2 separate regions of the Mus musculus genome follow, and region 2 is linked to region 1. The links are chromatin contacts, called in public HiChIP or PLAC-seq maps. All regions are on one chromosome and are shown on one strand. The core of a region is the stretch at or near the end of the contact, and the rest is flanking DNA. Distances in the headings are between cores, read along the strand shown. Region 1 overlaps Fmn1 (formin 1). Region 2 overlaps Fmn1 (formin 1).

The links. HiChIP or PLAC-seq counts read pairs in DNA pulled down with a chosen protein or histone mark.
Region 2: an HNF4G HiChIP or PLAC-seq map of pancreatic cancer cells shows a contact between it and region 1. The contact joins two enhancer-like sites. A contact is called at or near these places in 2 of 484 Hi-C or Micro-C datasets (the BV-2 cell line and embryonic fibroblasts) and 2 of 115 datasets of contacts at active chromatin or transcription factors (microglia and pancreatic cancer cells).

The regions. Positions count from the first base shown.
Region 1 is chr2:113,391,652-113,398,889 of GRCm38.p6, reverse strand. All of the region lies in intron 2 of Fmn1 (formin 1), which reads right to left. It overlaps Gm13963 (a long non-coding RNA gene), which reads left to right and starts at 7,128. Exons shown (of 2, transcript XR_003954049.1): 1 at 7,128-7,238. Within about 2 kb of position 1,394, at least 71 of the 459 cell types and tissues checked have an H3K27ac peak or open chromatin away from gene starts, as enhancers often do. A contact at or near this core is called in the BV-2 cell line and pancreatic cancer cells, where this site is marked.
Region 2 is chr2:113,652,051-113,659,643 of GRCm38.p6, reverse strand. The region is part of intron 16 of Fmn1 (formin 1); the gene reads right to left. Among named protein-coding and RNA genes, the nearest start is that of 4930533B01Rik, 53 kb to the left of the region's middle. Within about 2 kb of position 4,778, at least 51 of the 459 cell types and tissues checked have an H3K27ac peak or open chromatin away from gene starts, as enhancers often do. A contact at or near this core is called in the BV-2 cell line and pancreatic cancer cells, where this site is marked.

The DNA of each region.
Region 1 (7,238 bases), core at 145-2,644:
CAAATTGTAATGTCCGGGGTTCAAATATGCAATTCTCAAAATTTGATATCTCAACTGCTGCTTTAAAGGGTGAGTTTTGTATGGTGACCGCTTTGTAGAATCATCCACCATTTGAGTGCTGAAGGCTTCCATACCTCCACACAGAGTTATTTAGTCGCAGATTCATTAATATTAGATGCTTAACTGCCTAACTCCCGAGCAGGGGAAGTGACTTATTTACATAGCCTGTAGGGAAAAAAAAATGCCAAATTGCTTTCTAAACTATCTCTTTTATGGACTCCTTTTTTGTGGTTGAAAGGGATTTTCTTTTAAAAGTCACTAAGTTGAGGCTGCAGTTGCTCAGTGAGATGATGGTAGCGATGTGGACCTTGTAATATAGTTGTGAAAATCTGATGAGATTCAGTGGATGAAAGGGCTCTGCCAGTGACAAAATACTGGGTGAACGAACGTGACACTTAAATAGCCTGCTTCCCACTGCAGGTACCACAGCTGTTGGCTTCAAGGGTTACCCTGGGTCATGTGGAGGCGTCTTCCCATGAGACATGGTTTGTTACTAAGCATCATGTGAGGACACGCGGGAAGTTCTTTTAGATTTCAGAGGAAGAGATAGGCAATAACCAAGGGCACATGATTGTACAGAAAGTGGGATTCCAAGCCTTCATGGACAGGAAAGCGCTAAGCAGACAGGAATCAGAAGAGAATGGTGGACTGGCAATTCAGGAGAACAGGATGCAGTGCAGAAAGGAGAGGAGCCCGGGGCCGAGTGTTTGTGCAGGAAATAGATGTAAGACGGAACTTGGAAAGGAAGGTCAGTGTAGATAGATGAAAAAGACAGGCCATCCTTGTCCACTCTCCATATTACCTCCAAACTTACTGACCAAGTTCCACTGATTTAGTTGAGTGGCCTTAATATTTCTACGTATCCTTCAATAGACCAGGGAGAAAAGGGATGAAGAATTGAGAAACAGGCAGGAAAGAGGAAGCTGTAAAGCTTGGCAACGTGCCCAGAGTGGAACCGACTCAGCCGACAGGAAGAGGAGGCAATAAAAGAGCAGTGTAGGCTGCAGGCAGGTTGGAGCAGAAACCAGGGAAAGAGGGCAGGGAGAGACAAATTACTGTAACAGCTAAATTGCAGGGCCATGAAACTTGAAGGATTCTGGATCCCACTTCCTGGTGAGTCTTCTGGCTTTGAAACCTTGGGAAGGAAAACTGATACTCATAAATAACTACGGCAGGAAAACTGCATACTGGAAGGAGTGTTCGTGTTGATTAAAGGCAAGGGGGTTTCTTGACAAAGAAAGAACTGTGGCTGGCTGGAGCTGCCGAGAATTTGCAAGATGCTATCATGGCTATATGTGGGAGTTAGAGAAAACTACAAGGCAAATGCTGCAGGAAGCCATGAGCACCTGCTGTTATCCAGGCACTGTGTTGGGAGTCTGCTGCTATCCAGGCACTGTGTTGGCAGTCAGAGAGGGGAAAAATGAGACAGGGTCTGGTGGACAATAGCAAGGAGGGGTTTTACATCTTATATCCAACAGAGAAGATAAGGCCAGACCTGCTTCCTTCAGGACCTTTTTCTCAAAAAAGATCAAATCATTATCCAACCACAGATTTCCTTTCCCATTAGTTTTCAGAAGCCATGTTTAATACTACCCAGATTCAGCACGTACCTTAAGGACCTGCAACAAACTAGAGTCTGTCTACACAGAACATCTGTTTCACTGCAGTGTCAAGAAATGGATCAAGAATCCACCTGCCTCTGCCTCCCAAGTGCTGGGATTAAAGGCGTGCACCACCAGAGGCAGGCAGATTTCTGAGTTCAAGGCCAGCCTGGTCTACAGAGTGAGTTCCAGGACAGAGTGAGAAACCCTGTCTCGAAAAACCAAAAAGAAAAAAAAAAAAAAAAAGAAAAGAAAAGGAAAGAAATGGATCAGGACAACAATGGAGCAGGAGGCTGAAGAAATAGCTCAGTTAGTTAGGCGCTTACTGTGCAAGCATTAGACCCTAGATTCAGTCCCTAGAACCACATAGGAATGGCAGCAGTATGCACTTGTAACCTTCATGCTGGGGAACCCCTGGGGCTCTCTGACCATCTAATCTACTTAGGCACTGCAGGCCAAAACATAGACTCTCTCAAGAAACAATGTAGGTAGCAGCAGAAGGTAACATCCACCTCCCTCGCAGACATGCATGCATGCATATGTTCACTATTAATTAAATGAAATCCAAGAACATCTTTCTTCATGAAGTAAAAGCTAAATGAAAAACTTAAAAGAAAAACAAACCAAGGCTTCCAGTGTATTAAAGGGACTTGACCAAAGTTAACCTACAATACAAATATTCTCAAATCACACCCAGCGCCATTCCAACTGAAGTTCCTTCCTGAGATAATAAAACCTCCTCTTTTAGCGATGCTAAATATGACATTTCATTCCATGTAAGTCTAAAGAACTCGTATCAGTACAAGAGAGAGGGGCCTGTAAGGACATGCCTGTGTTTCTGAGGGAGCTCATAGCCTTGGTCACTCAGCAGACAGGCAGGGGTGGGGAGGGAATGGTGAGGAGGAAGAGTAGGAAAAGTCGAGAAAAGAGAATGAATGGGACCGGAAGGGAGGGAAGAAGGAGGGCAAGAGAGACAGAGTCAGATGCACAGGATAAGAAAGCACGCAGATAATAGTAGAAGGCCCGGATCATCAAGAGACAGAGAGAAAGGCCAGTTAGGGTAGAGGAGAAGCAGGGATAAATTAAGAGAAAGAGGAAACAGGAGAGGGTGCAAGAGAAATGGCATGGGGAAGCAGAAAATAAGCAACGTATCCTTCATAAAAGAAGGAGGAAGAGAAAGAGTAGGAAAAGGAGGGAAGGAGGAGGGAGAGGAGGAGGAGAATTGTAATAAGAAAAACAAAAGCAATGCCACAATTCCTAACAAGACACCAATCAACTTATGTTTGCCCATGGCTACTGGTTCTGACTCTGGTCTGCTGATTCCCAAAGGATCGCCACAATTCACTGGCTGTCCATTCATTACTCAGCAGAATCACTGTCTCTAAAAGAAGAATGTGTGTTCATGTGACACTTCAAAGTCCATTTTTTAAAAGCCTCATGGGAGCCACCACAGGCACTATACAGAGGATGAGCCATCATGGTGTTTTGCATAAAGACATATTTTAAAGCTCCATCTGCATAACTGTCAGTGAAGACAGCAATTAGGTGACAACACCGTGTGATTAGCTTCCAGAAATTAGAGGTGAGAATTAAAATCACGCAGTGAAATCTACAAACTCCAGGTCATAAAAACCTACTTTAAATACAACTAATGTGTCATTTAAATAAAAAAATAAGATAAATAAACCAAATTGAGTTGTAGTAAAGCAAACCTGGGGCCTGAGTGGCAGAGAGACCAACTGATGGCAGCAGGGCTCATAAATGCTGCCCCCCCACACACACACACACACTCATTCAGTAAGATATTGCTTACTTCTAAGGTGCCTTTTAAACTGACACTTGTTTTTCTAGAATTTTCTGATGTCTACGCCATGGCATGCACCTTACCCTCACATATATGACCTCAGAGAGCTGCACACCTTCTTCTGCAGTGGATGTGAATTTTTTCTACTTCAGAGGAGACCAGAGCTTTGAGGTATGTGGAGGGAACTCAGCTATACAGTGGGTATTGGCAAAGCCAGGGTAGCGTTCCAGATCTGGCACATTTTGTAAAATACTAGACTTCCTGAGTTGTTCAGACCTCTGGCTACAAAGAAGTTGACTGGCGCCTAGAAAGTAGGAGGCTGGAATGTAAATATTAGGTACTTATTCATTCATAAGCATTTCAACTATTTCACAACAGAGAATGGAGTACTGTTATGGACTGAACTTTCTTCCCCTAAATTCCTATGTTGAAGCCCTTGTCCCTCAGAATCAGTGAATAGTGGGGTTACAATGAAGTCTTTACAGTGTTCCCGAAGCCAAACTGACTAGTGTTCTTGACAGAAAAAGAATATTGGGACTCATAGTCCCCAGGTACTCAAGTCCACAGAGGGATAGTCACCTCACCAGGCAGTTGTCCACAGTCTACGGGAGGGACCGGAGTTTTAATGGTTAGGGTCAGTGCCCTAAGAAGCCATAATTGGGTACTGATCCTCAGTACACTAATCAAAAGAGCCAATGTGACCCAATGAAAAGAGGGACTGGGAGATCCAGCGATTCCCCCAAGCCTATCCTTGGAGTCCTGGCCTAAGGTACACATAGCTCAGCAATTCATCCAGGTCAGGTTATAGCCCCACCCCCAATCCCCATCTATTTCTAGGCTCTGGGATCCTGCAAGACTGGCTGACAATCCAGTGGTGTATAAGTCTCCATCTCTTTCCTTTTCAGATTTATTTATTTATGTATTTTCTGTGTTTGAATATATCTGCATGTCAAAAGAGGGCATCCAATCCCATTATACATGGTTGAGGGCCATCATGTGGATGATGGTAATTGAACTCAGGACCTCTGGAAGAGCAACCAGTGCTCTTGACTGCTGAGTCCCCAAATCTTTTTTCTAGCAGCAAGCTCCCTCTCTGGCTGGAGCTAGGATTGAAATTTCTGAGACTCCCTGTGATTCTTGGCATATCTTTTTTGTTTTGTTTTGTTTTTTGGGGTTTTTTGTTTGTTTGTTTGTTTGTTTGTTTGTTTTTTGAGACAGCATTTCTCTATATAGCCATGGCTGTTCTGGAACTCACTTTGTAGACCAGGTTGGCCTCGAACTCAGAAATGCGCCTGCCTCTGCCTCCCAAGTGCTGGGATTAAAGGTGTGCCACCCCCCAACCCCCCCAGCCCCCCCCAAACCCTCCCCTCGGCTTCTTGGCATTTCTTGATTTAACAATTCAATTGCCAAACTGAGGGACACAATGTCTCTTCAGAATATCCTCCTTCCTTTCAGGTACGTGGGTTACAAAAGGAACCTCCCCTGCTGGCTTCATGATCTCCAACTTACAGCCTCTAGAACAGCAAGGACATAACATTTCTGTGGTTTCAGCCACCCAGTGTATGGTATTGTCACAGAGTGTCATGGCAGCTCTAGCAAACTCATACAAGTACTTACTGTGGGGCACACACTGCACTTAAGCTGTAAATGTCCTATGATCAAAATACATTGTATAAATGAATGAAATTTTAAAAGAATAAATAAAATATTAATTAAAAAAAAAAAACAAGTGCCAGAGTAAATAAGCTAGAGGTTATACTGTCAAGAGTTCATGATCTTGTAGGAGCCCCACAAAAGCAGCTTACAGCTGCCTGTAACTTCCGTTGCATGGGATCAGCCATCCTCTTCTGGCTGTCAGGGGCATGCTTGACATATACACAAATGCACACAAGTAAATAATGGTGTAAATACAAGCAATCATGATAAAACACGTTAAGTGCTACAGAGGGACAACTGTAGAGTACTCTGTGCACACCGGAAGACCATGCAGGCTAACACGGGGATAAGTATGAGATGTGGCTTCTGGAAAAACATTTTTGACTCAACTCTCTTCAATCCTCTGTGCCAGTCATTTGAGGTCAGTCTACTGACGTTTTCTCTTTCTTATTTATTATAGCCACTTATATCATTAAGCAACTCACTGCATTCAGAAGACTGCTGAACGCTCAAATGTGGCTACACATATGGAAATATGTACATACTCTGCAAAAACCAAGCATTTAAATCCAGATGTGCCATATACACAACCACGGGACTACAGAGGCCAAAGCAGGAGGATTCTGAGTTCAAGTCCAGCCTAGGCTACATAGCAAGACACTGCATTTAAAAGGCAACCAACCAATCAACTAACAACCAATACGTGTTTTAAATATTTAAAACATATTTTAAATGCTTAGGTACGAACATAAGCATCATGAAATTGTTTAGAAATGTTAATATATGAAAGCAAATGTCAGCATATGAGAACAAAGGTCAACAAAAGCTAAGAATGCAGCAGAAAGCTTTTAAACATTACAGTGAGCCCAAATCTATAACATGTATAAACCTTGATTTTTAAGGGATTCTGATGTCAATAAAACACTGAGCTTTGGTTTTTATAAGATAGATGTGCATTTTAAACCATAAGTTATTAAGTGGTATTTATTCTTAAAAGAATACATTTTAGTTTTATTGTCAAAACACCCAGTGTATTAGGATTTGGTCACTAGCTGTGTTTCTTATGGGAGCTTCAATTCCCTAAGCTTCAGTTTTTCCACATGTGAACAAACAAGAACAAATGGAAACGCTGCCATGGGGCTGAGAGGCGGGTCAGATAAGATGACTGACAGCTATGAAAATGTGTGGCAAAGTACACGGTGTTGTATTAAAATGAGTGTGAGTGGGGCTACTACTTTTACTGATTCAATGGCACTCCTGATCAACTCAAAGGCTATGGCACAAGGAAGTAAAATTTTAAGATGCCTGCTTACCACAGGTCATCAGCATTAGCTCACTGTGTGTGAGCAAGGCCAGCTTGCTCTGAGACAGACTCTTGGGGCGATGGACCCCATAATTATAAAATCTTTTATAAGCTGTGAATGTAGGGTACAAAAGTCTCTGCCTCCCTCGGCACGCATCCTTCCAGACGCCAAGGCTGAGGGGTGATGCAGTGGATGATTAGATCAGCTTGGGCCACTGCTCAACCAACACACCACCAGGAAGCCGATGAGCCTGCAAGCTTAGGGACTTAGAAGAATCAGTGTGAAAAGAGCAGCCAGTACATCCTAGGAAAATGCCCTTGCTGGGTAATCCAACCCAATGATGGAAGCACTCTGCAGTGTCGCTTGATGCTACAGATGCGAGAATGTGCTCTAAAAAGCCCTGCCTACAAACAGCAAATAGACTGAGTACACGTCATTACCTTGACCCTCTCCATTGGAGAAGAACAGAGATGAAGACAACCAGGGTCTAGGACGTGTTCTGAGGGTGCTCTTTCCTCTACCCTCTCTGCAATCATCTAGACTGGTTAGAAGACCAGAAATACTATTTCCCATATCTGGTTAGACAGAATATTTTCTTTCCCTTCCTTTCTTAGCCTGTACCAGTCTAAAACTTCAAAGTGCCACTTCTTAACCTCGGTCACCTTCTATTGTGACTATAAATGGTTCTAACTGAGCAACATATGAGCACGGGACTATTTTCAATATAGCATCCTCCATGCGCGCCGGGCACAGTGCAGCTGCAGCTCCCCTCTAGCAGTTTTGCCTGCTGTCCTCTCTACTGTGCACAGATGA
Region 2 (7,593 bases), core at 3,529-6,028, 260 kb before region 1:
AAGCCTGCCCACTCTCTCCCTACCTATTCAACATTGTACTTGAAGTCCTAGCCAGAGCAATTCGACAACAAAAGGAGATCAAGGGGATACAAATTGGAAAAGATGAAGTCAAAATATCACTTTTTGCAGATGATATGATAGTATATATAAGTGACCCTAAAAATTCCACCAGAGAACTCCTAAGCCTGATAAACAGCTTCAATGAAGTAGCTGGATATACAATTAACTCAAACAAGTCAATGGCCTTTCTGTACACAAAGGATAAACAGGCTGAGAAAGAAATTAGGGAAACAACACCCTTCTCAATAGTCACAAATAATATAAAATATCTTGGCTTGACTCTAAGGAAGTGAAAGATCTGTATGATAAGAACTTCAAGTCTCTGAAGAAAGAAATTAAAGAAGATTTCAGAAGATGGAAAGATATCCCATGCTCATGGATTGGCAGGATCAATAGAGTAAAAATGGCTATCTTGCCAAAAGCAATCTACAGATTCAATGCAATCCCCATCAAAATTCCAACTCAATTCTTCAACGAATTAGAAAGGGCAAGGAGCACTCTTAATGGTAAGTGTCTGGTGCAAAGCAGGAAGGGAGAGGGTAAAGCTCGCAAACTTGAGGAAATCAGAGCTTTGCATGCTCTGTGCTTCATGCTGCTCATTCAGGAGACCCATGCTTTCTCCTCTGTGACTGGCCATTAGTGTAACTTATAGCAACAATCCATAATCTAACTTCAGCTTTATTATTTTGGCCTTTATTCTATGCTTTCAGTAAGTGAAGCTCAGGGAGCTATTTTCACCCCCTTCTACCACACCCAATGTCCACTGTTCATCATTTCGACATGCAGTCAGCTCCGGAATACCACGTGGTTGGGACTGGGGAGTGAATACAGCAGCGAGGACAGGTGAGCAGGGATGTCACCTTTATGACAATTGTGTGTAGCCTGCAAGGACACCATGCTCACCTTTCCAATGCTTGTGTCCTGTAAAATACACCCCAGTTTATATCCTGATCACCTTTCCCTTCTATTATCCCATTTCCTCTTAAATTCTAATTCTTTTATCTACTATCCCTCCTGCCTCTAGCTTCATGTGTATACCATGGCCAGTATCTTTTTATTCTACAGTGCTCATCATACCATTGTCCTGTTAAAATCTTTAATGGTCCCCCCTACCCCCACAAAAAAGTAAAACATAGACCCTTGGGTCCACCTGGACTTGCCACAACCTAGGAACTTTTTCCCATTTCTCATTACTTCTTGGATTTCCCAATGTTAATTTCTAATACAGACACATAGAGCACAGTAGAAGACTTCCCTTCAGCATTTCAGTACGTAATAAAACTGAGTCCCAAAGAATTCAGTTACTGAGAGGTTCAGTAGATGCTAAAGACAACATAGCATTCACTGAAAGGCCAGAAACAGTCGATGAGAAGGACCAAACCCCAGAGAGCTCAGAAGCTCCTGGATCTTGATGCAGAATATGATTCCTAAACTTATAATTTTAGGAGAATATCTTGATGGAGAATAACTATCCCTGCCAATTGATTCAATGTCCACTGCCTCCTTATGCCTCCCCAAAACCCTGTCTCTCCTTCACAAACTCCCATGCTGATCCTGCAGGTGGCTGTGCATTAATTACGTATTTGCCAACAGCCTTACACACTGTCCCATGTCTGGATATGGCATTGGCCCATCAGAAATCTGACTTAGTTAGATAACTATTCCATGGGACTCCTGAATACTCAGGGTAACATGACTATAAGTAAATGGCTTCCTAGCCCAGAGCCCTAAAAGATATGACCCAGAGTACCTAATGCCCCAGACATAGTGAACCTTACATACTATGCATTCCACGCTTCACGCCATCCACAACGTTACTCTGAGTCCCTGTAAAGAGTCCTCATTTTCCAAACATCAACACTCAGCTTCTAATTCACTTCCTTGCTGATTTCCATTTCTGGTACAAGCTATTTCCTGATTGCACCTCCTCTGCTCCTCAATGAAAACATACTAACGGCATGCTTACTGTGAACCATGAGTGAAATAGAATCTCTCCTTCAAATACATATTTTTGTTTTTGTTTTCTAAAAGGGCCAGATGGAAACATAAAGCAAATGCATAGTATTTCATGTGAAGATAAATATTAAGAAGCTATGTAAAATGGAGAAGAGAGAGAAAGAAACAATTAGGGTTACCAGACAAGCTTCTTTCTATTAGCATTATGTAGGGTGCTGAACTTTATATAGCTATTATATAGGGTGCTGCTGTCATGTTCTGAATTCCTTTACTCTATCAACATTTATATGTTGAGCATAATTTCTGATGTGATATCATGGGGTGGGCTGTGATGTTGTTCAACGCTCATGGGTGAGCTTAGTGCCCTTATTTGTCCCTCTTCACCACATGAGACCACCATTAAGGAGGCGCAGCCTCTGAGGAAGGACAACCTCAGGACATTAGGGACACCTTGTCTTGGATTTTCTAGGGATCACAAGAAATGTTATTTGTTTATAAATTACTCAGGCTAAGGTCTTCTCTTATAAGTAAACCAAACTGATTAAGATACTTAGCTGTCTCTGACATATCTAAGAAAAGACTGGAATGTAGTAGAGGACGGGGTCCTGTGGATGTCTTGGGAAAGTTCTCTCTGGACAGAAGAGGACCCAGCAGGAGGTCCCATAACAGACCAGGGAGCATGAGGAGATAGGAGAGGGCAGAGACCTAGGCAAGGAGGGGAAGGGAGTGAAAGCTGAGGACAGCTGTGGTGTAGGCAGGGCTTGCAGGTTTTACCAGACTCTGAATCTTAGGATTAAAAAGATGACTTGCCAGAGGACTCTAGAAAATGAGTAACAATCTGACATGAGTTTTTAAAGATGGGCAGGACAAGTGCATTTGAGAAAGGGTGGTGCTAGAGCCGGTGTGATAATAGAAACAATAACAGACTGGCTGTGGTGGGAGAGAGAGAAAAGTTAAAGACTTTCCAAGACTTCAGCTTTAGCGTTTCAAGGAAGGGCACTTCCACTTCTGAGCAGATGACAGATGGCAGCCCAAAGGGTGAAGTGAGGAAGTCAGAGTTTGGTTTGGGATGCCGAGTTTGAGGTATTTAATTGGCAGTTGGATATACAAACCTGGGTTTCCTAGAGATGTATGCGTTAGAGATATAAATTTGATAGTCACTGAAATAAAGGCCACAAAGGGATGTGCTGGCAGGTGAGCCAAGCTAGACAGAGCTCTGGGAGAAAGCCCAGAAGCTCTGCCTCGTTTCCAGATTAAAAAGACGGACAGCCAGAGGACAAGTAAGCATGGTGCCAGCCTTGAGCTGAGGGAAACTATTCTAATGCCTGAGGTGGTCACTGAGAGCAAACACTGCTCACAAGCTGGGTAAGACTTATGGCAGCTGTGTAGTCCCTGAGACAAGCATTCACATCGTTTTTTTTCCTTTAGGCCTTAGACAATCTAAATGCTGAATTAGCAAATCAAAAGTAATAGTTGCCAGTCACAGAGAACAGGATGTCCTCTCTGTTGATGCCCTGCCCCATGAGCAGATGGCTTCATCAGGGCAGACTAGGAGGAAGAAGGTAACCACTATGCCACGTGCTCTTGCCTCATCAGAGTGACACTGTCCAAGCGACACTTCCAGGCTGAAAAACTTCAGAGTTTTTAGGAATCTAAGGTGAAGGGTTGGGGAAGAAATGAAAACCAACAGAAAAGCAATGGGGGGGGGGGGGGCGATGAGGAGGAGAGGGAGGGAGTTTGAACACACCAGACTGTCCAGAGTGACAGAAATCCAAACTGAAAAACTATGAAGAGTAAAACACAGGGAACTGAAAACAAAGGGGAAGGGGGAGAAAGGAGGAGGGGGAAGGAAAGGGAGAGGGAGAGGAGAGAGGGGAACGGGGAAAGGGAGAGAGGAAGAGAGGGAGAGAGGGGGAGAGGGGGAGAAGGGGAGAGGGAGGAGACTAAGAAAAGAGGAGACTGTGAGGGGGGAAAGAGATGACTGAAGTAATGGAGAAAAGAATCACAGGAAGGCAAGAAGACAGGAACCCAAGCAAGCCTGATATCTACGGGTGCCTGCAGGAGGAGCAAGGGTGAGACAGCAGGGCAGCTTGCACTGACAAGAGCCAGAGCTGCAGGAAGCCTGAGTTCTGAGGAGACAGGGGCAGTTAGGGAGAATCCCCCATAAAGCCTCCGTGAATCAGAAGAAACAAGACCAGTGCCCACATTGAAATGCTCAGGTGACAAGAATGACAGCAGCCCTGAGGTGACAAGTCTCTAGACTGCCCCACTCTTCCCCAGGCTACCGCAATATCCAAGGCCCTTAAAGTGAGAAACAAAACAAACCGTTGTTAGCTAGATGACCGGCCCTATTAATATTTGGATAATTAAGGGAAGATATCCTCTATGTATTTTCAAAAAAAATAATAACCCTCTTTTGTGGGAAGGAGTCCATTTTCTGCTTGCTAAGACTTCGTTTAGTAAGGAAAGAGAAATCAAGGCAACAGGGTCTGAATTATTATTTTTCCAAATGAGTGGAAGGGCAGCGGCTGCTGCTGCCAAAGCTGCTTTGAACAATAGATTTTTGACACGGAGACTGAAATCTAAACAGCATGAAGAGATCTCGAAAGCTGAGCCGTCCCCATTATCTCATGCTTGTGCGACTACAGTCCAAAAATTGAGTGATGAGTCCCCATTTGTGCAAGCAGCCGAGCGGTCCAAGGCCTGAGAAGGGTGCTGATTGCCCATCTGCTTGTTTATACAGCCCGGAGACGGTGACTGGACAAACAGCTCATTTCCCTTGGAACTGGACCAAACCAGGGTGTGTGTAGTGGGTGAGGGGTGCTGCATATGTGACAAGAGGAAAGGGAAGATGTCTCATGGGAAAGGGCCTTGAGATCAAAGCTTTCGACCAGCAAGCCAAGCAGAGATTGGTGCAAGCAGCTGGCCTCCCACAAAGGCTTCCTTTCCACAGCTTTTGGCATCCTAGTCACCCACCCTGCCACTCAGGCACAGAGCTGGACCTCCACTCCAAGTCAGGCCATTTCCAGATATTCAGATGAACGAGTCAAAATGGCAAGTGTCAACACCATGCCAGCCTCCTGGTTTTGGCAGCGAGACTGATTCTGTTTCAGTGAGTTTCTGGCCTGTTTTAGACTTGAGTTGCACCTTACTGTCTTTTGCTACACTGTACAACAGTTTACATTTCTATTGCTCCTTAACAGAAGACAGTAGCCTACCTGAGGATGAGGACTTGAAGCCCCTCAAACTCCACAGCAGAGACCTTCCCAAGCGAAGGGCCACCGTCCCTGCTTACGGTTACTGACCGGTAACTCTCAAAACTGCTTCTGCTTCCCTACTTACCAACATAAGGAAGTACCTTTCCCTTCACCATGTGCAGAAGTCAGTGACGACTGGCACCTATCAGAGTCCCTGTAATAGGGTTGTGAGGATTTGCTCAAGACTCTATTCCTCTAGTGAGTGGTGACATTATCTGTAAGCCAAGCTTGGGGGGGTGGAGAGGGGAGATTGATGCAGGAGGATCATAAACACAAGGCTGGCCTGGGCTACACAGCAAGACCTTGTGTTTGTCACAAACAAGCCCTGTTCTCCGGAGAGAGGAAAACACATCTATTTCTACTCAAAATTGTTGAGCATGGCAATAATTAGCTCCCTGCTGCCATACAGGACGGGCTAACGCACAGCAGTCTAGCCCTGGAGGAGGATGAAACAAAGCGGGCCCTGGATGATTTGCGTCTAATCATCCAGAACGCATTGCAAGCATACTATGGACAAGCTACTTGATGTCAGGGAGAGCTGTACAAAGAAGACAATACAAACCCGATTTCAGATATTTATCTCTAGGCATCTAGAGAGACACATAGTGGATATAAGGAGACATGTAATAAACTCCATTGAAGAAAGTCTAGCATTGCTTACCTGCTCCACCCGGGCTGGAAAGATCACATCCCTGAGATGTGGAATTGGGTGAGTAGGAGCCTAAGGTCTGCAGAGGAAACTCAGCAATTCGGCAGCCCCCGTCATCCCAGCCTGCTGCCTATATCTACTGTGCCCTTGTCTCTAGCCCGCAGCATGTGTGCTGTGGCTCAGACTCTGCTATTAGAGGAGCTGGTAGCAAGAGGAAATGTTCTTACCAGATCATTATGAGAACAGTGGAGTTATCTGGTCTGAGCAACTTAATGACAGTATACCAATGATAGCAGCAGCATGGTGGATATGTCTGATTTCTGCACATCCCAGTGGTGCACCACTGGCTCAATCCATTTCTTCCCGGACAGGGTCGCTGTGTGCATGGCATTTTGAATCGAGTGTGCAAAGGTATTGTCTTGGGGATTGGCTGTTTTAGCAACCGCTAAGGCACTTATCATTGCTTGGTGGTGGACTGGACGGCACCTATGTGAGAGATGTACAAAACAGCACAGGCCCACAGTCTCCCAGTCCCAGAGAGGGAAGAGCAACCTCACACTGAGGAATTATGGAGGGCGGCTGGAAGGCTGGAGAAGATGCTTGAGAGGAGAAGCATGGTCAGGGCACCTATATGAGGGATGTACAAAACAGCACAGGTCCACAATCTCCCAGTCCCAGAGAGGAAAGAGCAACCACACACTGAGGAATTCTGGACAAGAAAAAAAAAAAAAAAAAGGAATACCAGAAAGAAGGAGACCTCAGTGCATTAAGCCCAAACAGCTTGTGAGATAGTTATCCAAAGAAGGAAATGTGCCCCAGCACTGCTGTCTCTAGTCTTTGGAAGGTAGACGCAGAAAGTCACACAATGTAAAATTTTCTTGTTATACAAAACTGTGGCTCAAAGACAGATTTACACACAGGAATAAACTCTTAATACAAACCAACAGTGGCCATGTATCAGTTCATGTACCCACTGGCTTTCTTCAGGTCCTTATGTAGTACTTTAGATCGGTGGTTCTCAATCTGTGGGTCATGACCCCTTTGAGGATGACATATCAGATATATATATTAAAATTCCTAACAGTAGCAAAATTACAGCTATGAGATAGCCACAAAACTTATTTTATGGTTGGAGGGGTCACCATACCATGAGGAACTATATTAAAGGGTCCCCGCAGATTTAGGAAGTCTGGGGACCATTTCTGTAGATGTTTTGTTTGTCCCACCCCCATCTCCTGGCAATGTTCTGATCTTTCCTTTATACTGTCACAGACTGGAGCAAACAAGAGCCACATTTATATTATATTGTCACAGACTGGAGCAAACAAGAGCCACATTTTGTAGCTCACTTATATTTAGGTGTCTCTTGGATGCTGTCCACTCAATACTTTTGAGAAATAAATGTAACACAGAGATATATGGTATTTTAATATCAGCGAATATGTGGTGTGATCCTGGAGGAGAGGCCCCACAAGGGGGTAAATTCATCATTTTAAATTAAGACAGGTGCTGTGTTAACCTCACACACCTGGAACATGTAATCAGAATCCATGAACTTTAATATAAATTCCACATCCTGGTTACTTATCTATATTTTCAGGAACAGTAAATTGATATATGAAGTAAAAATTGAGAATTTTTCCAACATGGATTTGAAAATGGCCCTTAACT